Linked DNA regions of Mus musculus: region 2 is linked to region 1. The links are chromatin contacts, called in public promoter capture Hi-C maps. All regions are on one chromosome and are shown on one strand. Each heading gives the region's core, a stretch centred on a gene start, on an enhancer-like site or on the middle of the called end of the contact. The rest is flanking DNA. Distances are from core to core; before and after follow the strand shown.

Evidence for each region. Promoter capture Hi-C pulls out the DNA fragments that hold promoters and counts their contacts.
Region 2: a promoter capture Hi-C map of pre-B cells shows a contact between it and region 1, with 2.9 times the contacts expected there. The contact joins the promoter of Snx3 here to the promoter of Rev3l in region 1. A contact is called at or near these places in 2 of 39 promoter capture datasets (liver and pre-B cells).

Annotation. Positions count from the first base shown.
Region 1 is chr10:39,727,693-39,734,811 of GRCm38.p6, reverse strand. It overlaps Rev3l (REV3 like, DNA directed polymerase zeta catalytic subunit), which reads right to left and starts at 2,652. Exons shown (of 32, transcript NM_011264.3): 1 at 2,199-2,652. The coding sequence starts at 2,337. E130307A14Rik (RIKEN cDNA E130307A14 gene) reads left to right here and starts at 2,805. Exons shown (of 3, transcript NR_038037.1): 1 at 2,805-3,074.
Region 2 is chr10:42,498,681-42,505,337 of GRCm38.p6, reverse strand. It overlaps Snx3 (sorting nexin 3), which reads right to left and starts at 3,284. Exons shown (of 4, transcript NM_017472.4): 1 at 2,846-3,284. The coding sequence starts at 3,007.

The DNA.
Region 1 (7,119 bases), core at 1,403-3,902:
AACTGGAGACTTTAAGTGTGTGCCAAGGACTTCAATTTTTTTTTCTCACATTGAGGAAACAAGATTTGTTTTATACTATGTAAGGAATTATTTTATTGTTTTCCTCTGACCTCAGCACCAAGGTATCTCACAAGCACTATTACCATATATTAATGAACCAATTACTGAGGTCTAAACTGACATTTACATCCATCTATGTGTCATGCTTGAAACAGAAACTTTTGCTTTAACCTGTGAATTATACCTTCAACCTTATACTCCTTAGCAACCTGATACTCCTTAGCAACATGATACTCCTTAGCAACGTGATGATTGCTTTTGCCTGTATCACAAGTACTTATTTTTTCTTCATTTATAGTATACATTTCCAAGTACACCACAAAAAACACAGAGGGTTTCTCTTTTTAATTGGAGGCTGGCGACCTATTGTAAGATATTCAAGAAGAAGAGATAAATATTTCTTATGAAATAGTTCACATTCCAACATTCAGAAACACAAGTGTCTACACCAGTCTATTTGTAAAAGATACTCTTTCACAGAATCGGCTAATAGCAAGTGAAATTCATGCAATCGCACAAACAAAAGCTTTCCTACATAATAGTTTTAAAATCACTCACGTATACCTATTGAGTGAGTGTAGCAGGAAAACCTATAACTCGACCACCATACAAACTGGACCACCACAACAATATCCTATTAGCATGTTGCTCTACAACTTGAAAATCAACTTCACTATCATCCTCTGCAGCTGAAAGGAGAACAGGCAGTGTATTACCCTGAGATTCCAAATCAAAACAAAGACAGCAGCACAGCATTTAAAAAGGTAGAAAACCTATCCTCCAGAACATTATAATGCCTCTGATTTTCCAGTCTTCCACGTCTCAAATGCTATACTTTCTACCAACTGTTACCAGCATTCCGGTTCTCGATCTTCCAAGGTTCACAGCATCAAACTCTACTTGAAAAAGGAGTCTTTTACCCAGCCTTATTTATGTCATTGGCATTGTTAACAAAGAGAATTCACATTAAAAGGTAGTAGCTTAGAACGAGTGTCTGTATTTTGGGAAATGGTATTGTCTTGGTAGTCCACAGAAGCTGACTGTAGTAATAAAGATGAATGGCGACGAAGGCAAAGAGCATCAAGTGGGAAATGCCGTCTGAAACCCCATAGGGCTATACCTTGGTAAGAATCGTCTTCCAGAATACGGCTTTACCATTTCATCTTAACAGTTTAAAGCATGTAAAAAGACGCAAAACTGAAAGATAAAAACGCAAAACCTTGTATATCTGGCCCCTAACCTATTTATATTATAAACCCAAAGAGTGTTCCAGAACATAGCTTGTCATTTCCCCCCCCCACCATTTCTTCAAAATGGCTTTTTTTTTTTTAATCTATTTTTAAAATGCAACCCTGCAACCCAGCCTAGAGGAATTTTAAAATGCCTATGCTGCTGAGCTTGGCTGTGTTTCCTAACGAATCCACCCCCATTAGGTGTAGTATTTTATGTTGGGCGACACAAACACGTAGTTCCTATTTCCATGGATGCACATTTCCTGAAAGCATTGCACCTGAGGATGCCGCTCTGTCCCTGTCGAGGCATTAAACTCTAAGCAGTCACGACCTGCACTCACAGAAGAGCCACATGGTCACTTCAATGAGAAAAATTATCTGGCCCCGGGCGCCACTTTCTACAGCCACAGCATCTCCGGCAGGGGCAGAGGAGAGCGAGGGTGAACAGAGGCAACCGGGAGCGACGGACAACACGCCTGACACTTCGCCTCTGCCCTCAAAGCCTTTTCTCGAACGGGGCACTAGGGACACGTAGCGAGTGGCCGGGGTCTCCGCCGGGGACCGACCTCTAAGGACCCGCGAACTCGTCCTTGGGGACGAGGCGCAGCCACCCGACCCACCGAGGCAGGGGCTCCAGCCTGCTCGCCGCTCGCAAAGGAGAGACCGGGCGCCCGCCGCCTCTCTGCCGCGGAGGGGGGCGCAGCGCTCACGCGAGCCCACATTTTTTTTTCTTTTGCGCCTCCTGTCACGCGCGCGAGAGAGAAGGCGAGCAAAGCCGAGAACAGGGCAGACTCCGCAGCGACCCTGTAGAGGGCCGCCGGCGGCGGCGTGCGCGCGAGTGCGCGGAGGGAGGGCAGCCCCGACGACCCGGCGCCCGCGCTCCCGCTCCCGCCCGCTCCCGCTTACCTGCCGGGGTCGCCCCGAAGACTCGTACCACCGGCACCTTCTTGACAGGGAGCTGGGTGAGCGGGGATTGGCAGGTATCCAGCCCCGGCAGCGGGCTGGCCATGTAGTAGTCGGCAGTCACTATCCGCACAGAAAACATGTTCGCCGCCGCCGCCACCGCCACCGCCTCCCCTCCACTCAGCGACCTGGCAGCAGCGGCGGCGGCGGGCTCCGCAGAGGCGCCTCCTCCCCTTCCTCCTCGGTTCGGCTTTTCCCCCCCGCCCCTCGCACGGACGCCGGGACGAGCGGCAGCGGCGGCGGCGCGCGGAGGCTGCGGAGGCTGTGTGCTGCCGCCGCCTCCTCAGACGCTCCGGGCGAGAGGCAGCGGGAGAGAAGCCCTCGCGCGTTCGTCGGGTCGGGTGGTACCGCTGCTGCTGCCGCCACGGCCGCCGCCGCCGGGAATCACACGGGCTCCTCGGTCCCAGGCTGCAGCTCTTGTTGCCATGATGATGATGTCACGGACGCAACCACTGGGGGAGGGGAGGAGGGGTGTGTGTGTGCGCGCGCGCGAGCGGCGACGGGGGGGGGGGAGGAGGCGGGCGGGCGCGCGCCCGGGGTGGGAGGGGACGAGGAGGGGGTTCTCCCCCGCTCGGAGCGCGCGGCTGGGGAAGAAGCTGGCGGGAAGCCGGGCCGCGCGCCGAGGAATCGATGATTCGGCCTGTGGGCCGGGTCACTGCGGCGGGGCCCGGGGAGCGCCGATAGCATGGATAGGCTCAGAGGGGCGCAGGGTTTTGGCGGCTTCCCGAGTTCCCCTCGCCGACCGCCATGTCACATCTTACGGAAGAGGCGGGGGCTGCCGCGGAGAGGATATTTTTTGTTTTGTTTTGTTTTCACAAGGTAAGGGAAGCCGCCAGCGGGAGAAGGGAGGCGCGGCACAGACCTCGGGCGGCCCTGGCCGAGCGGGAGGGTGGGAAGGAGGGAGGGCGGGCCGGGCGGGCGAGCGAGCGGGCGGGCGGAGCGTTGGACGTGCCGGCCCTTCTCAGGTAACGCGGCGGCGGAGCTGGAGCCCGGGCCAGCTCGAGGGGCGGGGGCGCGCGGGCCTCGGCCTATAAAAGGGCCGCCCTGGCGCTCGCTCCCTCCTCCGCCCTCCCCTCCCCCCAGCTCCGGGCGAGCCTCGCGCCCCGCCTCGCCCGCCTCCTCTTCTGCGGTGCTGCAGTGACTGCGCCCGGCCACTTAAGGAGATTTATTCACGCGCGGCCCTGCCCAGCTTTGCCCAAGCTGGGCAGATACACCGACAGCACAGGGATTTCCCACCGTCGTGGTTTTCTCCACCCCCCCACTCCCCCACCGCCTGCCCCTCTCGCACTAGGACAACCACTGTGGGTTCCCCCGCGCAGGCTACACACACACACCCCACACACACACGCGGCACGAGCGAGAACACGGAAAGACTTGTTTGCTCCACTCACCTCCCTCCCTCCACTCCTCTCGCGGCTGCTCGGAGAGCCCCGAGAGCCTTTCAGAGAAAATGTTGGCAAAAGGGAAAGGCTCCTAAAAGTCGGCGTGTTTTCATTCACTCTTAGTGCAAGATTTTACTACGGGTTGACACAGAAGAAAAAGGGGGTGGGGTAAGACATAAAATAAAAACCAACTTTATTTGGAGCTAGAAAGGAGATGAAGTGGCACAGTTAGGGATTGGGGGGTGCGGGGGCAACAGATGCTGCTGGTGAGGATGTTAAATTAGAACCTATGGATTTTGTCTGGCTTGGTCACTAATACTGGGCGTGACCTCGGACAAATAATTTGATTTTTTTAGGCCTCGTTTTTCACAGGTGAGTCGTCGCCGCCGCCCCCCCCCCCAATTCCGCCCCAACAAAAAGATTAAAGTAATAGGAAGCAGAAACTACAGTTTTCAGCTTTGAAATTTGCCACTGAAATTAGGACACTTGACAGTCATTATCCATCCAAAGTAGAGTTCATTCTGTCCCACTTAAAAAATTATACAGGTGCATTTTACTGCTTGTTATATTGCCTTGTATCTGGAGTGGGGTGAGAGCTCCTTGTTCACAGTCAATTGTGGATTTTCACATAAAATCAAAAGGCTTAAAGGGACACATTGCAGAACGCAGCGTTCCATACTAACAAATGTTAATATGAATTTATGCTTAGGGTGATTTGAGACTAATCAATACAGTAAATTTGCCTCAAGAGCATCATAAGAAGTGGCAAGACTAGGATGTAACCTACTAACAGCTATAGTACAGAGAATTTTTTACAAATTGACTTAAGTATTAGAAGACTATAGAAGAGACTTTAAAATATGACTTCCACACACAAGCCTTTTGTTCATCAGCAGTGTATGTATGCACTTACCGTGTGTTCTTTGGTACAAATAAACATTTTATACAGTCAGAATGTCAGATGGACAACACCAGTGATTTCCATGATGTCCATCAGTTAGAAACAATATAATTTAAAAATTACGCATAGACTTCATCAAAATATAATATAATAGTCTCAATTTTATACTGCTTGAGATATACAGGGCTGGCTGGTGGGGTTGCTAAGAATATGTTTCCATTTTCCATCCCCCCAACATGTGATTTAGTAAGTGACAAAATATTAAAATTAACAAAAAATATCCTAAATTTGTAGATTGGTGGTCTTGCTGCATGTCCTGTAGCACTTAGGATATTTTTTTGTTAATTTTAATATTTTGTCACTTACTAAATCACATGTTGGGGGGATGGAGAATGGAAACCTGTATGCTTAGCAACCCTACCAGCCAGCCCTGTATATCACAAGCAGTTAACATTTGTCAGTTATTGGAGCTCATTGACTGACATTTATCATCTCACCTATTTACCCAGAGCCTTTCAACCCTTCCATGACAATACTTTTAAACATCAGGTGAAAACATTTGCTTTTAACAATTATCTGTAATTGTAGGCAGAGACCATCTATATGAGGGGGAAGGAGTAGGTATATGGTGACTTAGTCAACAACAGGCAGCCCATTCTATATCACTGGCTTTCCTCACTATGTCCAGAACACTTGACAAGAAGAAACATAAGGAGGAAAAGAATTTATTTTGGTTTAAAGTTCTAAGGAATAAACTCTGTAAATGTGAGGAAGACATAGTCGTGAGAATGTGAGGTAACTGCTCATTTTTGTCCACTTAGGAAGCAAAGAAAGATGCTCAGTTCAGTTTCATCTTTTAATTTATGCAGGGATTCAAGATTATAAAATATTGATGTTCACAGTCGGTGTGGGTCTTCCCTCATCCGTTAAACCATTCTAGAAATACCCTTGTATTTCTGTGGTGATTCTAAATCTGACCAAGTTAACAATGAAGATTAACCATCATAACCTTCTAGCTTGCTCTTCTGTACTTTAGAAGCTGGCTTTTATAGTATTATAAATATAGTAATAAAAACTGGTTTTCAGACTCCCTTGCAGCTAGGGTACTAAGATTAGTCATGTGATGATAAATTTTCTAATTTTAGCCAAATAGCTAAACTCTAATATTTAATATTCAAGTTTCTAAAGTTACTCCCAAGCCACCAGAATGACTTTTTACTTAAATATAAATTAGTTGAAAAGGGTACTAATTAGTTTTCAGCAATCAAATGTACCGAATCAAAGTGTGTTTCTAAAAGTAAACAACATTACCATTCACCTGTATTTGGAAAGGAGCTTTTCTGGCAAACACCATAATGAGAGTGTCTGATTCTTCTGTGAGGAGTGCTAACTTTTGTCTGTTGTCACAAATGATGACTGGTTAGATAGTATGTATTTATGAGTTTCCACAAGAATTACACTAATATGAGGTGTACGTTTTTCTAGGCATTGTTTTTCCTGGAAGTTGTTTCTAACTACTTTCTGAACCTGACTCTCTGGCTTTGAGAGATTTGTGTGATATAAATCTCTTACTACTTAAAAAAAAGAAATAAAATAAAAATTTTTTAAAAGCCCAGTCATGTCTAATTGCATTAATTTGTGGGCCTCAGAGCAATATGAAAATGTAGGCTTGTGATTCAGGTACAGAGACAAAATGTCATTTTCTATACTAAACTATCATGTTGTTACTGCCTCCTCTTCTTCTCTTTCCCCTTTCTCCTTCCATTGACAATGTTGTTTTCCAAATTTGCTGATTTGTAGCCCAGACTGGCCTGGAACATATATGATCCTTCTGTTCCAGCTTTCTGAGTGCTAGGGTTAGAGGCATGCAGTGCCATCCTTGATTTAATTTGTTTTTTACTGTCACTTTAAGAAAAAAAAATGAAAATGTAAATTCCTATGATGAATTACACCATTCATCTTTATATTGCACAAAGCAGTTTAAAATGCAAATTTAACAGTACCTGATCGGAATTTCATGGCTTCTACATTCATATGTATTTGTGATGTCACAACAGTGTAAACTCAGCACAAAATGAACTCAACTGTTTTTATTTCCTTTCCTGTTATGCATATGGTCTAACAATATTCTCTACCTTCTGCTTACTGGTGAGTAAGGAAGAGCTAAAAGAAACAAAGACTAGATTGTTCTTTTATGTTATTTTCAAGTAAGTGATTGGTCTCAGGAAAGAAACATGAGTAAGAAGGGACTTATAGGATGCTTTGCTCACTTGCATTTCTTGTATGTTACCACCTTCTTTATGCACATGCAGCAAATTTTAATTCAAATGAAAATCATAGCATCTTAGAATTTTCAGTACCTTGACTAACTCAGTCATATATACAACATGCTTGTCACGTGGACTCTGATTTTGTCTTGTCCTCAGGAAACATCATTCAGACAGTATACAAATAGGTAGTGTACTGCCTGGTTTTGTATGTCAACCTGACACAAGCTGGAGTTATCACAGAGAAAGGAGCCTCCCTTGAGGAAATACCTTCATGAGATCTAGCTGGAAGGCATTTTCTCAATTAGTGATCA
Region 2 (6,657 bases), core at 2,035-4,534, 2.8 Mb before region 1:
GTATGCTGCTTAAGTAAAGCCTAGTGTCTTACTACATGGTGTCCTGAGTTTTCTCTCAGTCAATACATTATATACTAAGAATAACTCCAACATTTTCTAAGCATTAGAACCTCAATTATGTTTTATTGTTGGAGGCTGGAGAGATGGCTCAGCCATTAAAGTCTAGGCTTAGAACCAAAAATATAAGAGTTTAGTTCCCAGCACCCATGGCTGTCTCTCCAGCCACACACACACAAAAAAAAAAAAAAAAAAAAAAGAAAAGAAAAAAAGAAAAAAGAAAGAAAGAAAAAGAAAGAAAGAAAAAAAGAAAGAAGAGAAAAAGAAAACAATGTTTTATTGTTGGGTACCATACTTCTAATTAACATACAACACTCACTAACATACAACCAACTGCCTCATAATAAAAAATAAGCCGGGCGTGGTGGCACACACCTTTAATCCCAGCACTCGGGAGGCAGAGGCAGGTGGATTTCTGAGTTCGAGGCCAGCCTGGTCTACAGAGTGAGTTCAAGGACAGTCAGGGCTACACAGAGAAACCCTGTCTCGAAAAACCAAAAAGAAAAGAAAAAAAAAGAAACAAGAAAAAATAAAGCAGAGTAAGTATACAGTTTATTTAATTATCTAACTCACTAATCACTCTTAAAAAGGACTGTTTTCTACGTCCGGAGCCAGGCCGTTCGTTCATAGTTATATCCCAATGTCATATTCACTCTTTGGAAATAAAGGCTCGAGTATTTTAGGAAAGAGTCATCTACTAGGATCCCTTAACGACTACTCAGCAAGATAAGCACTGACTCTCCTTATGTGGAGGAAGTGAGGGCGGATCCAACTCAACTGGGACAGGAAGCAGTAGCCATGGAAGTTCAGAAACAGGAATACCAAGTTTCATGCTAACACAGGGAAAAACATGCTGGTGAATAAAGGCAAAAGAGGAAGTTCTTTTTTGTGACAGGCCATATATTAATGACAAAAATCATCCCCAAAGCTAAAAAGAAAAAAAAAAATCACCTTTTAAAAATTTTATTAGGTTTTTTTTTTTTTTAAAGTATGAATGTCTATGTGCCACGTGTCTGAAGGTGCTCAAAGGGACCAGAAGAGGGCATTGGAACTCCTGAACCTGCAGTGAGAGGTGTGTGAGCCACGTTATGTGGGTGCAGGGAACTGAACTCAAATCCAAATCAATTAAGTGTTCTTGAGCACTGAGCTGTCACCCTAGCACCGAAAATTATCCCCCTTTAAAACAGGCTTGGGTAAGAATTTATTTCCCTAGGTCCACGGAAGCCTGAATTTTGCAATCTTCAGAAAACAAGATACTAATTTGGCTCATGTTTTACACATCTATACAGTTCAATGAGTAGCCTGAAAAACCAGGCCATTTAAGCTTAATATCTCAAAAGTTTGATGATCCAAAGACAGAGAGACACACAACTTTTAATTCCAGCAGTTGGGGCCAGCCTGGTCTACATAGTAAATTCAAGGCCAGTCAGGAGCCTACATATGAGATTCTATCTCATAGGGGAAAAAAGTTTGATTAGTTCAACCATTCTTTAAAAGTGTGTAAGTTTCACAAGCTAAATATATACAGCACTCCTGGGCCGTACAACTTAAAAATGACTAGGATGGCAAATTCTGTTTACCACACAAAAAGTGCTTACTTTAATAAGAAATTCCTTCACATAAAAGCTAATGTTAAGCTGGGCGTGGTGGCGCATGCCTTTAATCCCAGCACTCGGGAGGCAGAGGCAGGCGGATTTCTGAGTTCGAGGCCAGCCTGGTCTACAGAGTGAGTTCCAGGACAGCCAGGGCTATACAGAGAAACCCTGTCTCGAAAAAAAAAAAAAAAGGCTAATGTTAACAATGATCATGAGTCCTCTAAGGCCAAAATTCTCATGGTTACTATTTAATATTTAATTTTTAGCAATGAATTAATTTAATAAGTTTTTTTTTCAAATGTGGAAAAACCCTTCCATCCTGCTCTACAGAGTAAAAAAAGCAGTACTTTCATTTAGTGTCCCTCGAATCATCTAAATTACTTACTGCCAAAACCCCATTAGTTATGGGATTCTAAGAGTACGTTTCTACTTCACCCTATTCCTTTTTTCAGTTGAAGTGAAAAAGCTAAAGCCAGACACTTAGATGAGTAGGGTTCCCTAGTCCCGGGCAGTTGCTTTTTTGGACACTGAGGAAGATGACATTCCACACACCTAGGCCTTCAGCAGGACAGCCAAGCATGCTAAGGTCAACCATTTCTCATCGCTGCTAACCGCTTGGTTGAGCCCTACCACAAAAATCTGACGCGCTCCCGTGAACTCGCCATCAAGTTCTGCTCACAGACGTGTACGGCCCAGGATACTCTTACTGTAGCTTGAGACAGGCCTGGAAAGAGCAGCTAAGCTTGGCTTCACTACGTCTTGGTAAGCGTCCAGGAAAAAAAAAAAAAAGAGACAGGGAGGGAGAGAGGGCTTCAACTTTGCGCACACACGCCCCCCTCCCCCTTTCTTCCTCAGTCACACCTAGCTCTCTTTTCGGAGAACAGTGTTCTCGAAAGATCTACCTCTTCAACTCAAATGTCAAGCCCAGATCAGCTGCCTGAGATCTCGGCTAGCAGAGCTCAACCCACGCCCTCGTCTTCCAGCACCTTCTACCGGAGCCAGCGAGCTGGTCCCCATACAAACTGTCCACGGAGAGCGAGCGAAACCCTGGCTCACGCCTCCGCCCGCAGACAAGCTGCCTCGCAGGGGCGTCTGGCCTGGGCGGCCGCTGAGACCTCAAGGCCCCGCGCCGGGGTCCGGCGGGACTTGGCGGCCCCGGAGCGAGGGATGCGGGAGAGGGGCGGACGCCTCACCTTGACCCTGATCTCGTAGGTGGTGAAGCGGCCCCGGCCGACCCCCACGGTCTGCGGGTTGCTCACGTCGATCTCGAGGAAGTTGCTGGGCGGCCCGTAGGCGTCATTCAGATTCTGCGGCTTGGTGATGAGCCGCCGGGTGTCCGCTACCGTCTCCGCCATTTCGCTGTCGCCGCGGCAGCCGCGGGCTTCTCTCCACCGCCTTCCGCCAACGCCACCGCCGCCCGCCGCGGGGACTCCCGGCTCGCGCGCAGCGAACGGAGACGAACGAGCACGTAGGACGGGTGGGCGTTCGTTCCGCGCGAAGCTCCGCCCCAGGCTGCTCGGGCTTCCGCCCTCTGCCCAGGGAGAAACAGCTGACTGGCCTGAACGCCGCGCCCGGTTCGCAGGCCCCGCGGCGGCCCCGAGGGACACTGCGGGGTGGGGCTGAGGCGCGGCGGCGTCACGGGACTGTGGGCGCCAAGGATATGGGGAGACTACAATAACCACAATGCCTCGGGCGAGCGCGCCGCCGCCGAGTGACGCGCAGGCGTAGTAGGGGAGCTCTGGGGAGGAGGTGTGGGTTTCCGGCTTTTCTGACCCAGCTTCTCTGCGGGGAGGGACTCCGGAAACGATTTTAGCTGTTCTGGCGCAGTGAAGGCAGTCGTTGGGACGGCAGGGAGGAGACAAAACTGCCTATGCTGTAAGACAGCCAATCCAGTGCATCACTGTGATCCCTGGAAATTCATTTCTAGAAACCTTTAATAAACGTCTCAAATGAATCAGTACACATCTGTAATCCTGACCTTTGGCAAATGGAGAGCGGAGAATCAGGAGCTCGAGGCCAGCCTGGGCTACATGAGACCTTATCTTTAAAAACCAAGGGAGAGCCGGGCGGTGGTGGCGCAGGCCTTTAATCCCAGCACTTGGGAGGCAGAGGCAGGCGGGTTTCTGAGTTCGAGGCCAGCCTGGTCTACAAAGTGAGTTCCAGGACAGCCAGGGCTATACAGAGAAACCCTGTCTTGAAAAAAACACAAAACAAAACCAAAACAAAACAAAAGGCTTTTTAGCCAGGCGTGGTGGAGGCAGAGGCAGGCGGGATTTCTGAGTTCTAGGCCACTGGTCTACAGAGTGAGTTGACAGCCAGGGCTACACAGTAGCCCTCAAAAAACAAACAAAAAATGATGATGTAACTCAGTTGGTAGATTGATTGCCTAGGATTCATAAAGTCCTGGGTCCAGTCCCCAAGAAGGACATTAATCCCGGCATAATGTAATGCCAGCACTCAGAAGGCTGAGACTCAGAAGTTTCAAGGTCACCCTGTTCTACACTGATAGATTCGAAGCAGTAAATAAGGGAGTGGAATTTTTTAAACCTGATAAGCTCAAACTAAGGTCAAACAGTGCCTAAAGACTGGTCTGGCCCCTGAAATAAGAAAGCAAAATAAGAAAGACAAGATGAAGGCCGGGAACCCTGTCTGGGTAAGCGGCCACTCTTGTTTCCCACAAATCCTGGTAAATGTGTTTTGTTTTTAAGCGGTAAATCTCAAATTGTACTTGGAATGCTACTTAGAGAAGCCTTTATACAAAATGGAAAAAAGGACCAGGGAAAGACTCAGGAAGCTGAAGGGAGACAGGAAGATAGGGGAGTGCCAAGAACCAGGATACCAGGAGCTAGTGCATCCGGTTGTCAACCCAATACCTGAACAAAGCCATTACGTGGCCTAGGCAGCGTCACGTGACCTTAGAGTCCCTTCAAGTCAGCCTACAAAAACAGCAGTGTAGCACAACCATAAAGCTAGCAAGTTCCAAAGTTAGTTTATTTCCAGAGTACAGGAGAATACAGATCTGAAAAGAGTTGGAGATACGGGCTACTGATTAACAGTGCTTGTCGTGCAAGTACGAGGACCTGAGTTTGGACCCCCAAATTCATGCAACAACAAGACTTGCAGTACCAGTAACTACAACACTGTGGGGGTGAGGTGGGGTGGGGTGGGGTGGGGTGAGGAGATAGGGGAGTCACTCAGGTTTTGAAAACTCTTAGCCTGGGTTGGGGTGGGGTGAGTTGGGGTAGAGAACTACAAAACAAGGAGCTCCAGGCTCAGAGAGACTTGATACTTCAGAGAAACAACTAAGAGTAATGAAAGAGTACATGGATGCTGGCTTACACACAACATGCTTGAGTGCCCTCCCACACACACACACATACACACATAGACACATACACACACATATACATACATAGACACACACATTCACACACACATACACACATACAGACATAGACACACACATACACACACAGACATAGACACACACATACACACACAGACATAGACACACACATACACACACAGACATAGACAGACACACATATATAGACACACACATATACACACATACACACGTAGACACACATAGACACATACATAGACACAGACACACATACATAAACACACACATATACACACATGCACACACATAGACACACACCTACACACACCATGCTTGCTACACACACATAGACACACATAGACACACCATAGTGCACATACATACAGGGGAGAGAGAATAATCTAGAATTAAAGAGAATACAGTGGCTAAGTGAAAGTAACAGTAATTTTGTATTGTCTAGACAAATGCCTAGTTATAATGGCAACAGAAAAAGTTTTAAAGAAACAAACAGAGAAAACAATGAATCTGATTCATAACAATGACCAAAATAACCAAATCTCAGAACTCAGTGGGAAAGCATGTGGACTTCAAGGACACCCTGGGGTACATACCAAATTCAGAGATTTGCATGAGAACTTTTTCTCAAAAACTGAGTTCAAGAGTTAAATTAATAAAGAGAGGGTCTGAATACAGTGTGGTTGGGAGAATGGCTGCCTATCGTGCAATGGGGCCGTGGGGTCGATCCCAGCACCACATTAAATGGCTGTGATCCTAGCACTCAGTGGAAGAAAGAGAAACAAGAGTTCAAAGCCAGCTTGGACACCCGAGACCATGACTAGAAATAATAGGTGCTGGGTTTGGAGATATGTGCCTATAATCCTAGCAGTCAGAAGACTGAGGCACGAAACTCTTCATTGGAGACCATCTTGAGATTCATATTGAGATCCTGTCTCAAAAGAGAGAGAGAGAGAGAGAGAGAGAGAGAGAAAATTGGAAAGTTGTAGAACTTAGAACCTCTAGAGAAGAGTGTCTGTCTTAAACAATGTGGGAAACAACTGTATTAGTTACTCTGAGTTTTTGCTGTGACAAAATGCCCAACAGGAAACAATGTAAGGAGAAAAGGATTTATCTTGGCTCGGGGTTTAAGAGAGCACAGTCTGTCACAGTGGGAAGGCATAGCAGAGGTTGTAGGGGTGGAGGGGCAGACAGGCAGGGGCACACAGCCGGGACTCCTCACAGCTGGGAGACCCGGAAGCAGAAAACAGTGAATGTTGGCATTTTCTTTTCAGTTTTTATTCAGGCACAGCCCCTAATCCATTGGTGGTGATGCTGCTTCCTCCTTCAGTTTAACCTCTTGGGAAACACTCTCACACACTTGTAAAGTCTGTGTCCTTAGTGATTCCAAACCCAGTCAGGGAAGTGGTTGGTTTCAGGACTCCCCGACCTGGGACTGAGGTGCACATTTTACAGACCAAAGCAGACCTGGCCTCCAGTTCTCCCAGCATCCCTCAGTCCCTACCTGGCTTACCCTGTCCCCAAGCTTGAACTTTCCAGCCCAGGGGCTGGACTGCCCTTCCCCCAGAGGCTCCTCCCTATAAAATCCAAATGTCTTGTGCTCTTCTTTTCTTCTCTCTCTGCACGCATGCCCTTTCTTTCTCT